Regions from separate parts of the Mus musculus genome. Here regions 1 and 2 are each linked to region 3. Evidence: chromatin contacts called from public ChIA-PET data. All regions are on one chromosome and are shown on one strand. The core of a region is the stretch at or near the end of the contact, and the rest is flanking DNA. Distances in the headings are between cores, read along the strand shown. Region 1 has its middle 72 kb from the start of Gm33897. Region 2 overlaps Gm33897 (a long non-coding RNA gene). Region 3 has its middle 62 kb from the start of Gm33782.

Region 1 (2,700 bases), core at 4-2,503, 420 kb after region 3:
CATGATCTATCAGACAGTAGAAAAGCCACAAGCTTATCCCAATAATAACATATAGAATCAACATAAAATTAGATGTGATTACAGTTCAGAGAGAGGAAAACAGTTCTGAAATAAAGATTTCACTTGGTTTCTCTATGTTCATAGTCCTTGTGTCTCAATTCTGAGAAAGTGAACATGAAAAGCATGGCAAAATCTGGCCACTAATTATATAATACACACTCAGTTATTCACGGGCTTTGTGATGGCTTGTTGTTTTCATGGCCAACACGAAACCTCCAGCTTAAACACATTTTGTGTTAGGCTGAAATCGAATGTAGGCTTGTTCAAGTTGCTTAACATCCTTGAACTTCTTCATCAAACTGGTAGAATTCTTAAAGAGTTTTCCGCGTATAAAAAAAAATACAGGTGGAATGTGTGGCTTGGTGTTTGATGTGCAGCACATGACAGGGAGATGGATATTATTATCATGATGGGAGAAATAACGACAACTAAGAGTCTAGAGAACTTAGTGGTGCTCTTCATTAAGTAGCTGACTGTTACCTTAGGTACTGTGGTCTCTGGGCTACAGCTTCCTCATCTTTGAACTGTCGAAGGTGGAATCATCAAGGTGAGATGTTTCTCCTTTGGGTTGTCTGAGAAAGGCTCTCAATCTGGAGCTGAGGGGTTTTGATCTGGTGATTATTTTGCTTCCACCTCCTGAATGTTGGGATTGTAAGAATGCACCACCAACCATGATTAATTCAAGTGCCTTTATAGTAATCAAATTGTCTGTCTAGATTTTGTTTCTTGTTGTTGGAATAAAACATTCTGTCTGAACAACTTAAGGGAGCAAAGGTCTATTTAGCTTAAAGTTTCAAGTCCCAGATCATCGTTTTGGGGAAGTCAAGGTGTGAACTTGAAGCTGCTCGTCACCCCCACAGTCAATAGCACAGAGAGAATGGATGCTCAGGGAACGATGTGCTTCTCTTTTAGGTTGGGTATTTTCCTATCCCTTGATACATAATTCAATCCTCAGGGTTATGCCCATAAGCCCAGGTCACTTAGACAATTCCTCACTGAGACACATCCCCAGTGACTCTAGGTTGTGTCAAGGTGACAGTTAAGAACTAACCACTGCATTCTCTTGTGTGAATGGAATCTTAGGCAAAATGCTGCTGTTTGAAAGCCATGCAAACAGAGCCGCTGAGTTGGTTAAAGTCGTAAAGTTAGAGCTTGATTACTTGTAACCACTTCCTGCGCCTGCCTGTGGCACCACAGAGCGTTAGGCAGGTGATTACAAGACACTTGAGAAGGTTTCCTGTATAATGCTGTTTGAACTGTGTATTGAGCTGGTGAGCTTTTGTTCAATGATTTATTCGCCAGTTCCAGAAAGGGACAGATGAATCTTCATAAGACTGTAACAGATGTGAACTATCAATTTTACTGGTTTAATAAATTTAATGACTGTATTAGGGTTTTGTGTTTTTGTTTTTGTGACAACTTGTGGAAGAATTTATTTTGGTTTATGGTTCCGGGGGGTTTAAGAATGGACCATGGTAGGAAGGTTTATCAGTAAGAGGCAGACATGTCAGTCAGCAGAAGCAGGAAGCTGAGAAATCCTATCTTTAAGCCCAAACATGAACTAGAGAGAACAGGCTGTAAGTGGCTCTGAGCTCTCAAACCTTACCCTCAGTGATATCCTTCATTCAGAAGGACTCCCCCTAAAGAGGGTTATATAGCCTTCCCCAACACTGATACCAGCTGCAAACTAAGTATTCAAATACTTGAGTCTATGGGAGACATTCTTAAATTCATACCACTCTGGTAACTCAATCAATTGTTCAGCACTCATAGTATCAAAGACTAAATCAATGTCCCATAATTGTTGTGTATATAGAGAAATTTTTAGTTATACCCTATACAATTATATAATTATCATAACTAGAAATATTTGAATATATATGTCTATATATATATATGTATATATATGGATGACCTGCCATTTCCTTTTCATGTGGATGATGTCATCAAATTCATATCCACCAAAAAAAGAACTCTCAGATAATCTTGTTGATAATTACTACTTTTGGGGGGAGATCCTTAATTCTTAATTGGGTTTAAAATAGTAATGTATACTGTGGGTTCTGATGTCAGTTTATCTTCAAATATCCCTTTGAGGGTGGTGCCTTTATTCTCATTTAATAGGTTTGGAAAATGTAGCTCATATTTGAGAAAGCTACTTGGAGTCACATGGTGTTTAAATATCGAAGCCCAGGTTTCCTGATTGCACTCCAGGGCGCTTTCCACGAGTGACAGGGGCAAGAGGACAATGTGCAGCCTTATCTTTTTCGAATGTGCTCTTCCTGATTTGCTGAGAGTTTTAAGCAGTTCAGAGAACTGCTCTGAACCATGCAATGACATACAGTCAATAAGCATTCAGGGCACTCTGAATTGTTCAGAGGCATAAATGGGTAAATACTCTTCACATTTTAAATGATAGTGAAAACATTTGCATTCTGATATTAATATTTATTGATTTTTTTTGAGGTTCAGTGAATAGTTTTCATGATAATTCCTCAATCTTCAGAGAAAACCTGCATTCATAAATAACAAATTATGTCATTACCCACATCTGCTCTCATTTTCTATAGGCTTCAAAATCTCTATTCATCACGGGAGCCAAAAGAAGTGGGTACCCACCGGTTTCTCCATCAAATTCTG
Region 2 (2,741 bases), core at 173-2,672, 350 kb after region 3:
GTGTCCCACTTTCTGTGGCTTCGGCTGGGCTCTAGTCCCAGGATGCTCTCTCCATATCCGGGCCTCTTGCTCATGCGCTCCCCAGTTCTTTCTTGTCCATAGTGAGAGACTCAGGGCTGGATCCATCCACAGGGAGCTTTGATGAGAGGCAGGTTTTACATCTTTGAGAATGTCTGCTAGGATTGTTTTGGAACCTGTTGAAGAATGAGGCGAAACAACAAAACAGAGCCACAAGGTAAAAGACGGGAGCCAGAACACACAGGGTGAGCATCCAGTCTTGAGACTACATTTAAAGTCCCAGATCCGCATGCGGCTAAATTCAACTTGTTTCTGGCGTTTGCGCCTAACCCGTAGCAGCCATTTCTTTGTCGCAGGCAGTTTTAGTTGGGTCTGTTTCATTTATAGCCGCTCAGTCTGATTACTAGCCCGGGTGATAGATAGAGCACCTTCTCATTTAAGTTTCACAAAACTCCTTTTACAGAACGGAAGCAGGTTAAGAAAGGGGCAGGCACATGCATGAAGGTCCTTCTAGGAAGAGCAGCAGATCTAGGTCTCAAACTCATTTATGCTTTATTCTAAAATTCCAGGCTCAGCCTACGGGAGTCAGCTAAGCCAGGCCGTTCAGTAACAGCCAGCAGCTTGCATAGCTTGAAGGGTAATTCATTAATTCTTCGAGTGTTTCTCGAAATGCGTTTTGATCTTATTTGCCTGGTCTCCTATCTCTTTTCAGACCAGTCCTCAATTCCCTACCCACGGACACTTTTTTTTTTTTTTTTAATTTTATCTATCAGGACCAATTTGTGCTGTCCAAATAGTCTTGGATATCTGGAGAGTAGCCACTGGAGAGTGGACTACTTTAGGGGGCGGGGTTGGGGGGGGGGAGGGCGCTACATTCTTAAAGAAAAGGACTCTGTTTTCAGGTTTCAACAGCAGTTGACAGACAGTTGCACTGCTGGTCCCAAATGGTTTATTACTAAGCATACTCAGTCTTAGGGGCGGAGTCCTCTCTGCCCCTTCTTCCCCAGCAGGCGCCTTCTCTCCTCTTTCTGGTCTACATTCTGAGTAGCAGGCATTTTAAACAGAAGTTTCCTCAGTAGCTTTTGCCTCCTCAGGATACCTGTCATCTACGGAGGAGGAAACTCCATCGTTAGTACCAATCGTTAGGCTGGGGACTCCACAGATCAGGCTTGGGGACAAGAGTGTGGTCTATAAACCCGATTGAAGAGGTTTTTATTTTCCATGATAAAGTGCAAACAAGGAGACATTAGCTTGACCCCGTTCCCTCCCTGGGTGTGTGCAAGTTTTATAGAGCACAGAGTTCTGTCTTGAAAATGGAAGAGAAGAAGGTAAACACTAGCCTGGGAACTGAGGTGCTGGCTCCAGCTGGGAGGTCAGCTGTGCACCCATGACACCCGAAAGCTGTGATGTGGTAGATAACAACCCCCCACTGCCTGCCACAGCTGAGCTCCTCCCAAGAAGGTGCAGCTCAGCTCCGTGAGACCCAGGAAATGGGTCACTCAGCCACCTTCTTTGTCCCTCTCAGCCTCTTGTTGAAATCCTTGGGGGATGTTTTTGAGAGAGTAAGACGTTCCTTGGAGTTTTGTGAATTGCAAAATGTTCAAAAACAGACAAAGGAAAAGTCACAAGCTTTTTGCATAGAAGGCAGCTGCTTTGTGGACCTGTGGGGTTAGGTAAAGAGATGAGGGGAGACTGGGGCCAGGTGTGCAAACAGTCCAGTCCTCAAAAGCAGTAAATGTAAGTGAAGTGACGGACCTCCCCAGATACTGAGATTTCTGAGAGCTGACTGTCCTCTTCAAAGGGCGAAGCTGAGCAGCCTGGGAATGGCTTTTAGGCTATACATTCATAAGCTTTTCAATGAGCTCTGTCGACAGTGTATCTCTTCCAAGGATATATACCCTTGATAAGGAGTAAAATCTTGCTCCCACTCTCAGGGAGCCAAATCTAATATTAGTTCCTTGTGTCTGAGATCTGGAATGGGTAGGGAGATTAAGAATGATTTCTGTAGGTCTCGTAAAACCAAAGCATTCACTTTTTTTTTTCTTCAATGAGTTGCAAAAGTCCCTCTATTTTGCTACCTAGGAGCCAGCACTCGCTGCTTTCTCAGAGGGCGTGAGTTTCAGTTCTAGCATCCTTACAACCAACCAGGCAGGTGACCTGTCCTCTCTCCAGAAGCATCTTTGGCTCTTAGGGTGTGTAGGCATGTCTCCAAGGCAGGTCAGTTCTCACCCATAGAGAGGGGTATGATATAGCAAGTGGAGAGTAGATTCTTAGGATAGAAATAAGTCTGGGTAGACGTGGTCCACACTGAGGCATCAGCACTAAGTCCTAGCAGATGCTTAAAAAAAAAAAAAAGATTCTGGAGATGTTTGTCGAAGTCTTGAAGACTGAGTTGTTCAAAGAAGAGAACTGCAAAGGCCACTGTAGACCCTTCATATTAAAAACAAAAACAAAATAACTGTCTGTTCAGGTACCCACCATATGTATATGGTAGTGTTCAAGATTCAAAGCTCTGTAAAAGCCCATAGTTTCTTTCAGAGATGAAACAGAAAAAAAAATGCAAATATAGATACTTAAACACACCACACATGCAGGTAGTGCATAGTCTCCTCTTTTTACCAGACAGGTCAATCCAATGCCTATTTACTCTGAGTCATTTAACTAACAATGATGTATGGGGCAAAGCCAATACTTTTCAGACATGGTGCCAGGCATGGAACAAA
Region 3 (2,700 bases), core at 32-2,531:
TGAGGTTAACTTGGGCCTCCACACGACTCTGAATGGAGTCCCAGCAATGAAGCTTTTTGCTCTGGGACAGTCAGAGAGGCATATTAAAAAAGGAACCCAACACACTTGATGTTGGGGTGAACCAAAGCAGATTTCAGCTGGGAAAGGCTCTTAACTTATGGCATGCAAGGCATCAGGAGCCTCAGTTACATAGCTATCAGGAACTGACTTTGGACCAGGTTCGTGAGTCGCATGAACCTGGAAGCAACTTCTCCCTCCGAGAATCCAGTAAAGAAGCCAAGCCCACTAACACCTTGGTATGACCTAGTAAGCACGTTGCTTAGCGACAAATCTCATATTTTTTTTCTTACAAATAAATGGGGTACCTCTCTGAAAACACCAGCACTCCAGCCTACAACAACGATGTCCTTCCTTAATGGCTCTTCTGTCCTGGCGACTCCTTATGTCCCAGCACCTTCCTTATAACTATGAAGTCCTGACTCTAGGTGCACTAACTACCAAGTTCCCTGATATCTTTTCTCAAGTTTGATCTTTGATAATAATTCCCTAGATCCTTACGTACTCATCTCCCTCCACCCCTAACAGCAATAATCATAAAAAAAACCCAAACAAACCATTGACAGATACTTGTCAGTAAGGACGGCATGCTGGAATAATATACTATATTATTGACCATATATTATCGAAGAAGAAAATTTAGGCACAAGAAACCTAAGCAAAGTTTCCCAGGATCACAAAGTGTCAGAGGCAGTCACTAGGCACTCCTGACTAAAGAATAGGACTAGCCATTCACTCTCTGCTGTAGCCCCCGGTACTTAGTTCTCCGGCGAGTTTAGCTGCCAGACTGCCAGTGTCTCAGACATCCAGCACCCGGCTCTGTTTGGGGTAAGCTTTTCACCAGTTCATTTCACTTTGACATTTTGTACTTCACCAAGTGTGTGCCACTCCGGTGGTTAATAAGCAGCTGACAGGATCAACATAAACTGCTGGGTGACGTGTAAATTAGCAGCGCCTATAGGAACACTAAGAGAAACCACACAGAATTTAAACACTGTGACTTTAAAGGCTGCTTATAAGACCAAGGCCCTCAATTCCTTCAGTTCACTTGGGCTGGGGGCGGGGAAACCCCCCAAAACAGAGCAGCCCAACCACTTTTCCCTCAGCTGTGATGCACAGATGATTTCCGAGAAGAGAAGTGAACTTTCAGAGGTTTCTCGATCAGCTGCTGGGCGACATCCGGCATCCGGTCTAACCACGAATCTCAGATGTCATAGCAACACAGGTCACTGGGAACCCAAAATAGTCCTGCCCAGAGCTCTTTCCACTTCTCACTTGAGCATGTGCGGGAAAGGTGTCTGTCTGTCAGCCAGCACCTGCTGCTCTTCAGAGACTGGGTGATGCGCGCCGCCGCCGCTGCTGTTGTTTAATCAGCCTTGTCTATCCAGCAGCAACCCTTTCTAGACAAGCTCTTTTCCTTTTATCCACGAGTCTCCCAGACTCTTTCGGATCCACACGCACATGTGGTGATCCACAGGGCTTGACAATGTGTGAAATCCCCTCTAATCCCGGGCCCTTCCTCGCTTCACTCCAAAGCTCGATGTTTTCCTTTTGTAGAAACTCACTGGAGGCCTTAAGAGAGATAACGTGCAAGAAAGACTATTTGGCTCTTCCAGAGCTCGCTGTCGCCTCGCCTCAAGTCGCGCGTATCATTTGATCACAGTTCCTGGCTCCGTGTCTGCAGAGAGACACTCCGCTGCAATAAGCAGTTTACTCCTAAAGAACTCACTATTCTGCCTTCTCCTCCCAAGTGCTGGCATCACAGGTGTGTATCACCGCGGCCAGCTGACAATGCAGATTGGATTTGAGATCTTAAAAAAATTCACTGGGTTTTCCTGAGAACAATGTACATGTACGTCATCAAACCCAAGCTCTTGACTCTAGCTGCATATGTATCAAAAGATGGCCTAGTCGGCCATCACTGGAAAGAGAGGCCCATTGGACACGCAAACTTTATATGCCCCAGTACAGGGGAACGCCAGGGCCAAAAAAATGGGAATGGGTGGATAGGGGAGTGGGGGGAAGGGTATGGGGGACTTTTGGGATAGCATTGGAAATGTAATTGAGGAAAATATGTAATAAAAAATATTTTTAAAAATACCAATAAGGAAACGGGGATGACGGAGTAAAGCAGCTGAATTTATCCCGAGAGAAGTGTATTGTTTTAAGATGAGAAAGAAGGACATTTTGGGATGTGGGGGATGCTGAGTGCTTCATATATGCTGACGATATACTCTTTCCATAGAGCTACATAGCCATCCCCCAACAATAATTTTTAGCTGCACATTTCTATTGAGTTTAAACAGCTCATGCACAAAATTTGCTACAATAAGACACCACGAGAAAGTTCCCCTCTCTCAATTTCTGCAAAATCCTTCTTGGAGACAGATGGTCTCGGATATTCTGTGGATCAATCCACGTTTTTAATTTTAGTGTAATGATGATATAAAAAACTATACAAGGAAGCTATACCTTGCATTCTGGTCTGTCCGCAGTCTACCATTATGTGGCACAATGCTCTCTCTCAGGATGCTAGGTAGCACCAAGTTGCAGCAGCTGTCAGCCAGACGTGCGCTCGTGAAAGGTAACATTGCTCTTTTGCAATAGACACAAGTTATTAAGCTATTGTATTTGGTAGCGCAG

What was found. ChIA-PET counts read pairs in DNA pulled down with a chosen protein or histone mark.
Region 1: a contact with region 3 is called in an RNA polymerase II ChIA-PET map of memory CD8 T cells, with 141 read pairs. The contact joins two enhancer-like sites. A contact is called at or near these places in 2 of 484 Hi-C or Micro-C datasets (CD4 T cells and double positive thymocytes) and 4 of 115 datasets of contacts at active chromatin or transcription factors (double positive thymocytes, effector CD8 T cells, memory CD8 T cells and 1 more).
Region 2: an RNA polymerase II ChIA-PET map of memory CD8 T cells shows a contact between it and region 3, with 559 read pairs. The contact joins two enhancer-like sites. A contact is called at or near these places in 4 of 484 Hi-C or Micro-C datasets (CD4 T cells, CD8 T cells and Th1 cells) and 8 of 115 datasets of contacts at active chromatin or transcription factors (CD8 T cells, bone marrow-derived dendritic cells, double positive thymocytes and 4 more).

The regions. Positions count from the first base shown.
Region 1 is chr10:96,786,163-96,788,862 of GRCm38.p6, forward strand. No RefSeq gene overlaps it. Among named protein-coding and RNA genes, the nearest start is that of Gm33897, 72 kb to the left of the region's middle. Within about 2 kb of position 1,254, at least 51 of the 459 cell types and tissues checked have an H3K27ac peak or open chromatin away from gene starts, as enhancers often do. A contact at or near this core is called in double positive thymocytes, effector CD8 T cells, memory CD8 T cells and 1 more, where this site is marked.
Region 2 is chr10:96,723,614-96,726,354 of GRCm38.p6, forward strand. The region is part of intron 2 of Gm33897 (a long non-coding RNA gene); the gene reads left to right. Among named protein-coding and RNA genes, the nearest start is that of Gm33897, 9.2 kb to the left of the region's middle. Within about 2 kb of position 1,423, at least 77 of the 459 cell types and tissues checked have an H3K27ac peak or open chromatin away from gene starts, as enhancers often do. A contact at or near this core is called in CD8 T cells, Th1 cells, double positive thymocytes and 4 more, where this site is marked.
Region 3 is chr10:96,369,905-96,372,604 of GRCm38.p6, forward strand. No RefSeq gene overlaps it. Among named protein-coding and RNA genes, the nearest start is that of Gm33782, 62 kb to the left of the region's middle. Within about 2 kb of position 1,282, at least 119 of the 459 cell types and tissues checked have an H3K27ac peak or open chromatin away from gene starts, as enhancers often do. A contact at or near this core is called in CD8 T cells, Th1 cells, double positive thymocytes and 4 more, where this site is marked.